Linked DNA regions of Sus scrofa: region 2 is linked to region 1. Evidence: chromatin contacts called from public HiChIP or PLAC-seq data. All regions are on one chromosome and are shown on one strand. The core of a region is the stretch at or near the end of the contact, and the rest is flanking DNA. Distances in the headings are between cores, read along the strand shown. Region 1 holds the start of AOX2 (aldehyde oxidase 2). Region 2 holds the start of PPIL3 (peptidyl-prolyl cis-trans isomerase-like 3).

Region 1 (6,576 bases), core at 1,138-3,637:
CCATTTCTTGATTTCTTGGGCCAGTGGATTTGGGAGCAGCCCAAGGCCTGGAATCTGGCCCTTAATGAAAGGATGGAGTCATGGCCTGGGTCCAGCCCAACAGTAGAAAAAGCATTAGCGTCAGAGCCAGAAAATGTGAGTTCAAGTCCTTGTTCCATGGCTTACTAGTTATATGACCTCGAAACAGTTACTTCATCCTTTTAAGCCTCTGTTTCCCCATGTGTACAGTGAATGGTTAGCCTAAATTGGGGTTTCTTAACCTGGGATGCATTGCTGGGTCTTGGGAGGTCCATGATCTCCTGGAAAGTGGGTGCAAAATGTTATTAGTTTTTGTAAAATCTCATAGCTTTATCAGATTGTCAGAGGGGTCTAAGACTTAGAGAGGGTGAGAACCACAAGACCAGAAGGTCCTTAGAAACCTTTCTCAGCTGGGAGATGAGAATGCAAGCCTGGCCTCTGGGCGTCTGGGCAGATACCTTATCTTCTGGGACACGGGGTCTCGCTTCGACACCATCACGGTGCAGGCACCACAGCCTCCTCTTCCGCAGGCATACTTGGTTCCTGTGAGGCGTACTGGGAGGGGGGCTGTCAAGGAAAAGACTCCCAGGTAGACACGTCCCCTCCAGTAGAGCTGCCTCCCTCCCTGAGGTGTTGCAGGTGAGAAAAGATCTCCTTTGGGGGGTGACGTGCAAGTCTGAGAAGTCATTCCCCTGCCTCCAGGCCTGGGTCGGGGCCCCTCGGTATCTTACCAGCTGTGACGCTGGAAGGTCGCAGCCAACTAGCCGCTGCACTTGCAGCGAGGGAAAAGCAATACCTACCCTATCTTCACAGGCTTGTCATAAGCATCTTGCTGGATAACAGAAGTAAAAACCCTTGGGAAAAAATCCTATTTCATTATAGATGTTCTTCTGGGTTAATCATCTAACTGGAAGAGAAATTTCCATTTAGCAGTTTAATGTATTGCTAGTTTTGCCCAGTAATTTGTACTGCATTTGATACCAAGTGAGTGAGCCCTCAGAGAAAACCCCCATCCTTCTTTTCTTTTTCTTTTTTTTGTCTTTTTGTCTTTTTAGGGCTGTACCCTCGGCATATGGAGATTCCCAGGATAGGGGGTCTAATTGGAGCTATAACTGCCGGCCTACGCCAGAGCCACAGCAAGGCCAGATCCGAGCCGTGTCTGTGACCTACACCGCAGCTCATGGCAACACTGGATCCTTAACCCACCCTCATCTTTCCTAGTCGGATTTGTTTCCTCTGTGCCACGACAGGAACTCCATCCATCCTTATTTTCAAATCCCACCTTTGCTCCTGTTTGGTCCAATCGCAAGCCTCAGCCTCTGCCCCCTCTCTTTAGCCATCCTTCTCCCTCATTGTGGTCTATTTCCACCCAGTTTATGGATTGGATGTAACTACCTAGACTGGCTACAAACACTTCAGAATCATTGACTCTTTTTTTTTTTTCAAAGCCATATAGCTTGTTCACTGAAGTTAGGTCATAACCATAAATGCTTATCAGAGAGGTCTGTGAATGAGTGGAGTGGGTTGGGTATAACTGGAGAGCTTGTGCTCCACTTTAGACGACAGGGGAGTGGGTGGTGACCGACAGTCCCCCACTCAGCTCTAAGCAAGACCGCTGCCAGGCAGGAAGGACTATCTTCCCCTTGTTGCATGAGAAACTCCTATTTTTTAAATATGAGATTTCCTAATTTTCAAACAGTCACCATAAATTAAAAGCTGTGTAGGCTTTCCAATAAAGCTTGTAATTTCTATCTTTTGGGGGGGCTTCTCTGCGAGATCCATTCGATTTACCAATTAAGATAGGTTTGCCATCATGAAGATCTACATTTCAGAGTATAGAATGGTGGGGGGAAATCTGCGGTGAGAAAACAGATGTCGAGAAAGGCAATCTTTTCTTACGACAGGTGCTCTCCCTGAATCTGGAGATCTTGGTTGTCCTCCAGGGCAGGGGATGTGCAACACAAACCTCTATTGCATAATCACTCTCTTGGGGATCAGAAGGCCCTTAAAAGAATAATTAGTCCTGAAGTAAAGAGCTTAGCTTCTATTTCATGGCTATTAAATCGAGATATAAGGAAACTCTGGGGAAACTTTATCCTCTCCAAATAGCTCAATTAACTTAATATGCTTAGAACCAGTTCCAAAAGCAATTAGAGAGCAAGAGCCAAGGGGCCTGGCTGTGGGGGGTGGAAAGATCGGATTAATTCTGATAATCTCAGCTGGCCTAAATTTTAAGGCAAACATAAGACATGGCCAAGATGGATCAAAAGGGTCCAGTTCTTTCGTAGGAAGGTCAGCAGCGTGACTTCTGGGTCCGCATTCCTCTCGATCACCTGCGTTAGCAACAGAAAAGAGATGATGGTGGGCATGGAGTGGGTGACCCAGCGGAATGCCTGCCGTGGCCGGCATTCATTTGCCTCTTTTTTTGTGTGTGCTCTAAAGGCAACTTTTGCATATGTTCATAGAGTAGGAGACTCGCCGAGCAACTGTGCAACAACGCTCATCTACATGATGAGAGCTGGGAACCACCACAGTGTAAGATGCCCTGGGAGTTTCATTCTTCATGTTTGCTCCACTATCTAATTTTGTGGAGTCTTCCCACTCAGCCACGTCAGGCTTTTGTACTCTTGAAATGTTTCAAATTGGGGAAGGACTTGGATGCTGTGTGTGTGTGTGTGTGTGTGTCAGGGGGTTCTTGAGAGAAGAAGCTTGAGTAGGAAGAGTTTCAATTCTTTTTTTTTTAATTTTTTTTATTTAAAGGCTGCCTCCTTGGCATATGGAAGTTCCTGGGCCGGGGATCGAATCCGAGTCACAGCTGAGACCTATGCTGCAGCTATGGCAACACCAGATCCTTTAACCCATTGTGCCAGGCTGGGGATCGAACCTGTGCCTCCACAGTGACCAGAGCTGCTGCTGTTGGATTCTTAACCCACTGTGCCCCAGTGAGAACTCCAAGAATTAATATTCTGGCACTTCTGAGACAACTCCTGTGGGGAGCACATTTTGATAATATCAGGGATCCCAAGAATTGGTGGCAGAAAGGGGAAGCAGGGGAAGTGCTGCCACCCTGGTGTAGCCCCCGAGGATGCCAATCCCCTCATGGCAGCATGGTTAATGGTATGCTTTGTGAGCCCAGCTTGGAACCCACGGAGGTTCTGGAGGAACACGAGAATTCCTGCCTCCCTCAACTTGAAAAGTGGGAGATTTTGGGGTTCCATCATGGCACAGCGGAAACGAATCTGACTAGGAACCACGAGGTTTCGGGTTCGATCCCTCGCCTCGCGCAGTGGGTTAAGGATCCGGTGTTGCTGTGGCTGTGGTGGCTGCAGCTCTGCTTGGACCCCTAGCCTGGGAACCTCCATATGCCACGGGTGCGGCCCTAAAAAGGAAACAAAAAAGAAAGAAAGAAAGAAAGAAAAGTGGGGGATTTAGCACTCTTGAACCATGGAGGGGCCTTCCTTGGTGCGTCTTTCTTATTTGCTTGTTTCCTGTGACTTTGTCTTTGGGTGTCCTGCCAATATCTACAACCATTCTGATGCAACAGAGGGAGGGGAGCTACAGTGGGCTGTTCATGTGACATTCTTCTTTCTCCCCAGAAGAAAAACATGAACTTGTGTAGCCCTCAAAGAATAAAAAAAGTGCAGGAAGCTGTTTCCAAGTTGAGATATTGCAATTCAGCTGCTCTCTGGATCTCCAGGGGGCTGCTATCACTGCCAGAAGCAGCCTCCTCTGCCTGCCCTTACTCCTATCCCAAGTCCTTTGAAAGCATTTGATGAGAATGTGGTTGGATAATATTTGTATTATCTAGCTGACTCTACCCCTACCACACAGTCCGTATTTCCTCTAGCCCTTGACTTATTCCCTGTTCTGGCTGCAGCCGCTTCCTCCCGGGCTTATGAATCAGAAGGGATGTGGGACAGAACATAGAGCAAGGAGGTTCCAAAGCCTAGGCTAATGGAACAAGCCAGTAAGGACTCAGCTCGTGAGTGAGTTTTGGAAGAAAGTATGGTGGCTGCTGGCTGTGGAGACTGGATACAGGAGAGAGAGCTTGAACGGAAGTGATGGGAAGAATATAGAGGCTCTGTGTGCTCGCTCATTCCTTGGGCCGAGCCCCCACGTGGGGTGGGGGTGGGGGTACATGACCAAACCCTAGTTAGGTTTGTGGGATTGGGAGCTGAGGGGCCCTGGAGGAGAGGTGGGCAAGACCCCAGGAAAGCCGCATGCCTTGGAGCCATAGAACGGCTCCCTTGAGAGGCAGATAGAGACGCATGAGAGGCATGGGCCTGGCAGGCGGCACTGAGGGTGATCTTGCGGCCTTTATGGACTGATGGTGAGGCCTGGAGGGGAGGATGCCGGAGAAATGTCAAAGTTTCCTCCTGGAACGTAACTGCAACTCAGGGAAATAGGGCGGCTGGAAATTGCAATTACATTTCAACTACTCCTGGAGTTCCTGTCGTGGCTCAGTGGTCAAACCCGACTAGGATCCATGAGGACTCAGGTTCAATTCCTGGTCTTGCTCAGTGGGTTAAGGATCCAGCATTGCCATGAGCTGTGGTGTAGGTCGCAGACGCAGCTCAGATTCTTAGTTGCTGTGGCTGTGGCGTAGGCTGTTAGCCGTAGCTCCAATTTGACCCCTAGCCTGGGAACCTCCATATGCCATGTAAGCGGCCCTAAAAGACAAAAAAAAAAACCAAAAAACAAAACCCCAAACCAAAAAAAATTTCAACTACTCCTGTATAACGGAAACTCCACAGAAAATTAAGTTCATAAATAGAAAAATAAAGAAAACCCATGATCTTTTCTGGTTTGTTAATAGATCATGGACATATAGGACAGACTCGTGTTTGCTGGTAGGGAGGCAGAGGGAGTGGGATGGGTTGGGAATCTGGGGTTAGTAGGTGAGAACTCTTGCATTTGGAGTGGATGGGCAATGAGATTCTGCTGCATAGCGCAGGAAACTATATATCTAATCACTTGTGATGGAACATGATAGAGGATAATGTGAAAAAAAGAACGTACATATATATGTATGATGGAGTCACTTTGCTGTACAAAGAAATTGACAGAATATTGTAAATCAATCATAATAAAAAATTAAAAAAATAAATAAGGGGTTGCCAAAAAAAAAAAAAAGCTCCATTTCTTATCTTCCTGAGTTTGAGAATCAAGGTATGTTGCTTGATTCTACAAGGTATGTTGTAGAATAGAATGCTTGCAATATATCAGGCCCAGTGCAATGGGCTTATAAGTATTTAAGAGCTTCCTAATCAATGAAAAAAGCATCTCTCTTTTAATCTTTATAATAGCCATAGGAAGTGGATTCTAAAGGTGGGTACCCAGAGACGCAGGGAGGTGAAGCAACTTGTGGAAGGTTACACAGTAAATGGCAGAGCTGGAATGGATGCCAGGCTGTCTCACCCCAAGGCATGTGATTAACCCCAATGCTTTACCGCCTCCCCGCCTTCCCAGAGGCTGAGCCCTGGCTGAGTGGAGAACAGGCCAAATTAGCCTGGTTCCTGGTCTTTGACTTCTTGTCCCTGCCTGGAAGGGTCCCAACCCAGAGAGGCCACAAGTGCTCCCCTCACACTACACGTTTCCTGCTGTCTCCACAAACAGGGTAGTAACCCCCCCATACTTACCTTCTTCCCGTTCACGAAGAAAACCAACTCATCTGATCTGGACGGGCAGGGCATTGCTCCTGCAAGTAAGTTTCTCTTTACAGGTCAAGGTGGGAAGGCTCTGTGGCACCAGCTGCAGAAATGAGCAGAAAGGATTTCGGTCCAAGCAACTGAAATCTCTACCTGAGCGGAAGCAGATGGCTTGGAGCCCCAGGGCAAGGCGTGGAGAATCTTTTTAAATGGAGGGCCCCCTTGTGGCCCGGCCTCCCAGCTCATGCCTCACTTTGCCTCCTACCAATCCTGGCTTGAAGTGTGCTCTGTGAACAGCCTGCACCCTTTCTTCTTTCCTCGGAGGCTGGAAGCTGGAAGCTGGAAGGCCTCAGAGTGAAAACTGTAAACAACCATCTAAACATAAACCCGCTCTGCATGCTGCCTCTGCCCCAGAAATGCGTCCTGGATGGATTTCATCCTTCTCAAAGAGAGCTAGCGGTGGGCTTTCTGAGACTCCCGTTTTCCCCAGCCTTGTTCTTATTCTAGCTGCAGAAATGTCTTCTTGTAGGAAATCATATGCACAAGCCCAGTCTGTGTGCCAAAGTGGAGGTGTCGGTGTCACACCAACCGAGTCCCTTCATGCCTTTCCTCCCCACCCACGGGAATATTCCACCGGAAAAAGTGATCTAGTCTAGGGGACCACTTGACAGGTAAATACAGTGGGGCCCAGACAGGGGAGATCAGTAGCGCAGGGTCACACAAATGGGCAAAACGGGAACTAAAACCAAGATTCCTTGAATTAAAATAACTTTAGTGTGCAGACAGATTCATTAATTAAAACAAATATCATTTTTGATACGCTTGAAGATCTCCAGTTAGATACATGTGTATAAATTCAAGCAGTTCTTGGAGTTCCCGTTGTGGCTCAAGGGTTAACAAACCCGACTAG
Region 2 (6,369 bases), core at 131-2,630, 170 kb before region 1:
TATGTTTAAGTCACCAGGAACAAGCCTGGTAGATAACACACAATTATGTTCATCTCCTTCCTGCCCCCACCCCACATCCTTGTTCTTGCTCACCCCATCCTTGCTTGAACCAGCCTTCTCCATTTCTCTATTACCCTTCTTTCCAAGTCCCCTTTGACTTCCTAAATAAAGCTTTTCTTAACAAACCTTCCTTTTCTGTGTCCCCCTCCCCCATCCCACCTGCTTCTGCCCTAGTTTTTCTTATGTTACATTCCTGTTTTCTGTCTCCCACAGTACTGGCAAGCTACCAGAGAACAGGAACTATCTCTTCTGTATCTCAGTATCACCAATACAGGCCAGTGCTAAATGCTTACTGCACAGACCGGCACAGTCTCCATTCCCTTATCACAGCAGAATTAAGTTATGGTGGTAGAGACAAACATTAAAAGGTGCTTTATGGGAAAAAAGTAACAACAACATATTTTAAAAATGAAGTGTTTTGTCAGCAGCCAGAATCATGGGATGCGTACGTGGATCACTCTATGAATGGGCAGCAAATGGGCCCCAAACCATATTCAGTATATGGTTTGGAGTCATGTGGAGCCTCCACAAACCACTGGAGCCTGGGGTCTTTGAAGATCTTCTAAGGGTCCTTATACCACTTCCACTCTCCAGATTCCCTGACACTACTCCAACTCCCCAGACTTCTAAATCTGGCAAGCGCTAAAGTGAAGCTCTAGTGGGCCACCACACTGGTTTTGAGTTATCTATTGTTAGATCTGAAGCAGCCCTTGGAAATAACAAAACCACCATTTCCTATGAATCTACAAGCTGCGTAGCTCATTAACAAGAATAGGAGGCAGCAGGGCACAGTGTGAAGGGCACCTGACCCTAAAACCAGACTGACTCCCCGAGCCGCAGCTGTCTAAACAGATTACTCTATCTCTGCGGTTCCCATCTCTGAAGAATAGAATAGCGTTCAGCTCACGGTATCGTCGCAAGATTTCACCGTAAAGTTGGAGAAAATGCTTGGCCTAAAGTCAGCACTGCTTGTTAATAAGTATTATTAGCAGGACCCACTTTACAGCCTGTGAACCTCGCCCTCTTATTTCAGCCCCACTTCAAGCCTTTTCCAGAACAATTAAAAGTGCGGGGAGCACAGTGGGCAAGCCGCGAGTCAGGACCCTGGCCGCTCTAGAACCCTAGGCTCTGGTGCAGCAAACCGGTTTTCTGCGCCTATCTCCTCCCCCGCCTCCTTTCGCGGCAGCACCCCCAAAACCTCAGCCTGCAAGGGCCACAGCGCGCCGACAGGGCCTCATTGCCGCACGCAGGAATCTAACCCACCGGAGAATCACCAGTCCCAGGTTGCCAAGAGCGCTACTTCCGGTCCTGCGCAGAACTTCCTGGAGGCGTAAAAGTGGGCGGGGCGGGGGAGCTGGGCGGAAGAGGTCTTTCCTATTTTGCATCTGAGTTCAGGGGCGCCTGTAGGGATTGCCCAACATTACGCCTTTTGTCCTAGTGTGATTATTTAAGAAGTTCTCTAAGGTCAAAGGAGTTCCTGATGGGGATAAATTACATCCTCTCCCTCGTTCTGGTCGGTTGGGTTTGGGATAGGGAGGAGGAGGAAGGAGGTGAGCAGAGGAGGGGCGTTCTCCTAAGTGGGTCTCCTGCTCGACTTCCGGGTGGCGGCCTGAAGAAACTTTCTTGGAATTTACAGACTCTCCGGAGCACCTGTTATTGAATCTTTGCTGTTTTAACAACAGCTGTGGGCAGAGCCTCCTTGCCTGACCACTTGAATTTCTCACAAGCTTCCTATCTTAATCTATTTCTTGACTAAAAAAATATCTGTATTCAGTGAAGTGGTTAAGTAAGTATGGGGTAGCGTCACTTACTCTTTCATTCACTTGAACACTGGAAGAGCGCTCTATGCTTTAGTTTTTAAGCTGCTTGGAGTGAGTATTCTGGAGGGGAGGGTGTTGTTGAATTAAGCAATTAAAGCATATAATATATTAGTGCTAAGTGCTTTAGGGAAAGGAAATCTTTAAGACAGTATTAAATAGATTTATCAGGTCAATGAGACTTAACTTTTGAGCAGCGACTTGGAGGTGAGGGAAATAGCCGTACTGAGTGTAAGTGTTCCAGGCGAAGGGAAAACCCAATGCTAGGCTTAAGGCAGAAATGTATCAGACTCTTCTTGAAGAGTAAGCAGGGGAAGTAGGAGTTTAGGGGCTGGAGATGAGTAGGATTGCTTGATCGCTTCCACAACCGGATTACTTGGGAGGGATCTGTTCTCCTCGAGAATTTTTCTTTTAAATATGCAGGAAACATGAGCATGTTTGAGTTAAAAGAGGGAAATGAATTAATTCTTTTTCTTTTGGAAATAGAGGCTCGTTTTTGAACTTCTGTCAATAAACTGTAAGAAAGTAACAGTACATCCTGAAACCATCAAGAAGAAAAATGGTAAGTTTTATAGAATTCTTATGAATGTCTTTGTATATATAATTTTTAGAAATCTAGTCAAGGGAAATAAAACTGCATGGAGATTTCAATGACAAGACAAATGATAAGCTGTAGAAGTGTAGAGTATAAAATGATTCTAAACAAAACCGAAACAAAATCACTTTAAAATTCTTATGTTTTTCGGAGTTCCCATTGTGGCTCAGTGGTAACAAATCTGACTAGCCTCCATGAGGATTCAGGTTCGATCCCTGGCCTTGCTCAGTGGGTTAAGGATCCCGTGTTGCCGTCAGCTGTGGTGTAGGTTGCAGATTTGGCTTGGATCCCAGGTTGCCATGGCTTTGGTGTAGGCCAGCAGCTGTAGCTCCAATTCAACCCCTAGTCTGGGAACCTCCATATGCCTTCAGCACAGCCCTAAAAAAAATTTTAAAAAAAATTTTAAATCCTTACTTTTTCATTTAAAACACACAGAATTTACCTTTTATGGAGAAAGATTGATTACAAAATGAATTTGAGATGGAAAGCGGGTATTGCAGGAGCAGAAGAGCATAGCTAGTTGTGATCATTTTAATTGGATCCTTTTACTCTCTCTCTCTCTTTTTTTTTTTTTTTTTTTTTGTCTTTTTAGGGCTGCACCCACAGCATATGGAGGTTCCCGAGCTAGTGGTCAAATCAGAGCTGTAGCCACTGGCCAATGCCACAGCCACAGCAATGTGAGATCTGAGCCACATCTTTGACCTACACCATGGCTCACAGCGACTCTGGCAGATCCTTAATCCACTGAGCAAGGCCAGGGATCGAACCTGCGTCCTCATGGATCCTAGTCAGATTCGTTTCTGCTGAGCCACGATGGGAACTCCTGGGATCCTTTTTCTCTTGATCCGACGTGGACAACTAGAGCTTGAGGTAGAAGGAAAACAATTTGCCCTACCATCCCCCACCCTACACACATGCACAGACACACACACCGTTGCTCTCTGTCTTCAGCCTGGTCATAGTCTGACTACTAGATACTACTATAAGAAGAGAAATTAAAAAGGAAGCCTCAGAATTTTTCTACCCTCTCTGGAATGGGGTAACAAAAGGAGTATTCTAGCTACCAAAACAACAGATTAAACAAACAAAAAGCAAGCAAGCAAGAGTACTCTGGTTACCTCTGCACATTTAGGATCTGAAAACACTGACGCTTTTTATTTCTGTTGTCTTTAGTGGAGAAAGAAGTTGTTTCTTTAACTCCCTCACAAATTACATAAGAGAAATGGGGAAAACTCTGGTTGTAAAAGTTGTTTTCTTACTATTTCTCAATAAATACTAATGACTTAGTGAATTGCCATTTAAATCAGTAATACTAACCTAAAAATTGTTTTTATTGGGAGTTTCCTGGTGGTGCAGTGGGTTAAGGACCTGGCATTGTCACTGCTGTGGCTTGGGTTGCTGCTGTGGCATGTTTTGATCCCTGTTCCAGGAACTTCCTCATGCCGTGGGCAAGGCCAAAATTTAAAATTTTTATTTTATTTTATTAATTTATTTTTTACCGTGGCATGCAGTGGCTTGATGTGGGATTTCAGGTCCTAGACCAGGGATTGAACCCAGTCCTAACCACTAGCCACCAGGGAAATCCCCAAACTGTTTTTTAGTGGTGAAAAATTAAAACTTGAAATAATTATTTCCTTCACAATATGTTCTCCTAAAGTCTTAGCATAGATACTATTTTACCTTAACATTTGTATTTATCTTCTGGAATTTTTTTCCTATTGCAGAAATAAATTTTGAAGAAATACAACTTATCTCTCAGAACTGTTTTGTAGATGGATAATCTCTGACATAGTGTTTCTGTTTTTATTCACATAGTCATTTTAATATCTAGTTTGGGAAATGATAGTGGGTAAGGTCACCTGAAGAAATCTCATTTGTTCTCACATTTCTCTCTCCTTTTTAGTCGGTGACTTTGCATACCGATGTCGGTGATATTAAAATAGAAGTCTTCTGTGAGAGGACACCCAAAACCTGTGAAGTGAGTACCATAATGTACATAATGCAACACGATAACTATTTTTTAAATTAATTAATTAATTAGGTGGGGTTTTTTTGTTTGTTTTTTTAGGGCCGCACTTGTGGCATATGGAAGTTCTCAGGCTAGGGGTTGAATTGGAGCTGCAGCTGCCAGCCTGTGCCACAGCCACAGCAATGCTGGATCTGAGCCTTGTCGGTGACCTACACCAAAGTCCACAGCAACACCAGATCCTTAACCCACTGAGCGAGGCTAGGGATTGAACCCAAGTCTTCATGGATACTGTTCAGGTTCGTTACCACTGAGCCACAGTGGGAAATCTCTTAATTTGTTTTTATTATAGTTGATTTACAATGTTTTGTCAATTTCTGCCATACAGCAAAGCGACCCAGTTATACATATATATACATTCTTTCTGTCACATTATCTTCCATTATGTTTCATCACAAGTGCTTGGATATAGTTTCCTGTGCTATACAGCGGGAAGGATAACCATTGTGAAATTGAGTCATCTGGGAGTTCCCGTCGTGGCACAGCAGAAATAAATCTTACTAGGAACCATGAGGTCGTGGGTTTGATCCCTGGCCTTGTTCAGTGGGTTAGGAATCCAGCGTTGCTGTGAGCTGTGGTGTAGGTCGCAGACAAGGCTCAGATCTGATGTGGCTCTGGCTCTGGTGTAGGCCGGCTACTGCAGCTCTGATTAGACCCCTAGCCTGGGAACCTCCATATGCCACGGGTGTGGCCCTAAAAAGACAAAAAAAAGAAAAAGAAAAAAAGAAATTGAGTCATCTAACTTAAACAACATTCAAAAAACCTTTTCTATAAAACCATTCTCAAGAAAAACCAGCAATCATAATTTCTGGATTAATTTCCACTTCCTTTTCTGATGTCAAAGGGGGATCAAAGAAAGGATAGATAGGATAGTTGTAGCTCAGTGGTAACAAATCCTGCTGCTGTCCATAAGGATCCAGGTTTGATCCTTGGCCTTGCTCAGTGGGTTAAGGATGGGCATTGCCGTGAGCTATAGTGTAGGTCACAGATGTGGCTCAGATGCAGCATTGCTGTGGCTGTGGTGTAGGTAGGCAGCTGCAGCTCCAATCTGACCCCTAACCTGGGAACTTCCATATGCTATGTGTGAAACCCTAAAAAGCAAAAAACAAACAAACAAAAAGGATAACTTTACCCATAGAGTGGTTGGTATCTTTTTCTTTTGGCTTATTTTCCTCAGGAAGTATAAATAATCATTAGATATTAGATAAGAGAATTGTTCCATACATTACTTCATTTGTTAAAGTGACAAGGATAGAAGGAAAAAGAGTCAGCTCTATATATCTTCATTCAACAATTTATTTGTGAAAGGCTATCTTCCCAGCATCTGGAACTACAGTAATGAACAAGAGATAGTCCTTGCTCTTGTGGAGCCAATATTCTACCTGGGAAGATAGGCAGGGGGTAAAAATTCATTCTAGAAAAAAAGTAATTCTGGAGAGTGATAGTGCCTTGAAGGTAATAAAGTACTGAGATAGAGAATAATGGAAATACATTTTTTGTCTTTTTAGGGCTGCACTGTGGAAGTTGAATTAGGGCAGTACCCACCAGCCTACGCCACAGCCACAGCAACACCCACATCCTCACAGATACTAGTCAGGTTCTTAACCCACTGATTCACAGTGGGAACTCCAGGAAAGTATTTAAAAGAAGGTGAGGGAAAGCCTACTCAAGAAAGTGATACTTTAAAAATTGAGTGCAGAGAGTTCCCTTCATGGCTCGGTGGTTAACCATCCTGACTAGGATCTATGAGGATTCAGGTTCCATCCCTGGCCATGCTTAGTGGGTTAAGGATCTGGCATTGCAGTGAGCTATGGTGTAGGTCACAGACACAACTTGGATCCCGCTTTGCTCTGGCTGTGGCGTAGGTCGGC

Evidence for each region. HiChIP or PLAC-seq counts read pairs in DNA pulled down with a chosen protein or histone mark.
Region 2: an H3K27ac HiChIP or PLAC-seq map of skeletal muscle shows a contact between it and region 1, with 4 times the contacts expected there. The contact joins the promoter of PPIL3 here to the promoter of AOX2 in region 1. A contact is called at or near these places in 1 of 5 promoter capture datasets (fetal skeletal muscle), 2 of 47 Hi-C or Micro-C datasets (embryonic fibroblasts and skeletal muscle) and 2 of 2 datasets of contacts at active chromatin or transcription factors (alveolar macrophages and skeletal muscle).

What each region holds. Positions count from the first base shown.
Region 1 is chr15:104,406,498-104,413,073 of Sscrofa11.1, reverse strand. AOX2 (aldehyde oxidase 2) reads right to left here and starts at 2,387. Exons shown (of 35, transcript NM_001308472.1): 1 at 2,296-2,387; 2 at 477-575. The coding sequence starts at 2,387.
Region 2 is chr15:104,578,763-104,585,131 of Sscrofa11.1, reverse strand. PPIL3 (peptidyl-prolyl cis-trans isomerase-like 3) reads left to right here and starts at 1,380. Exons shown (of 6, transcript XM_013984381.2): 1 at 1,380-2,439; 2 at 4,376-4,450. The coding sequence starts at 2,437. NIF3L1 (NIF3-like protein 1) reads right to left here and starts at 1,396. Exons shown (of 7, transcript XM_003133583.6): 1 at 1,324-1,396.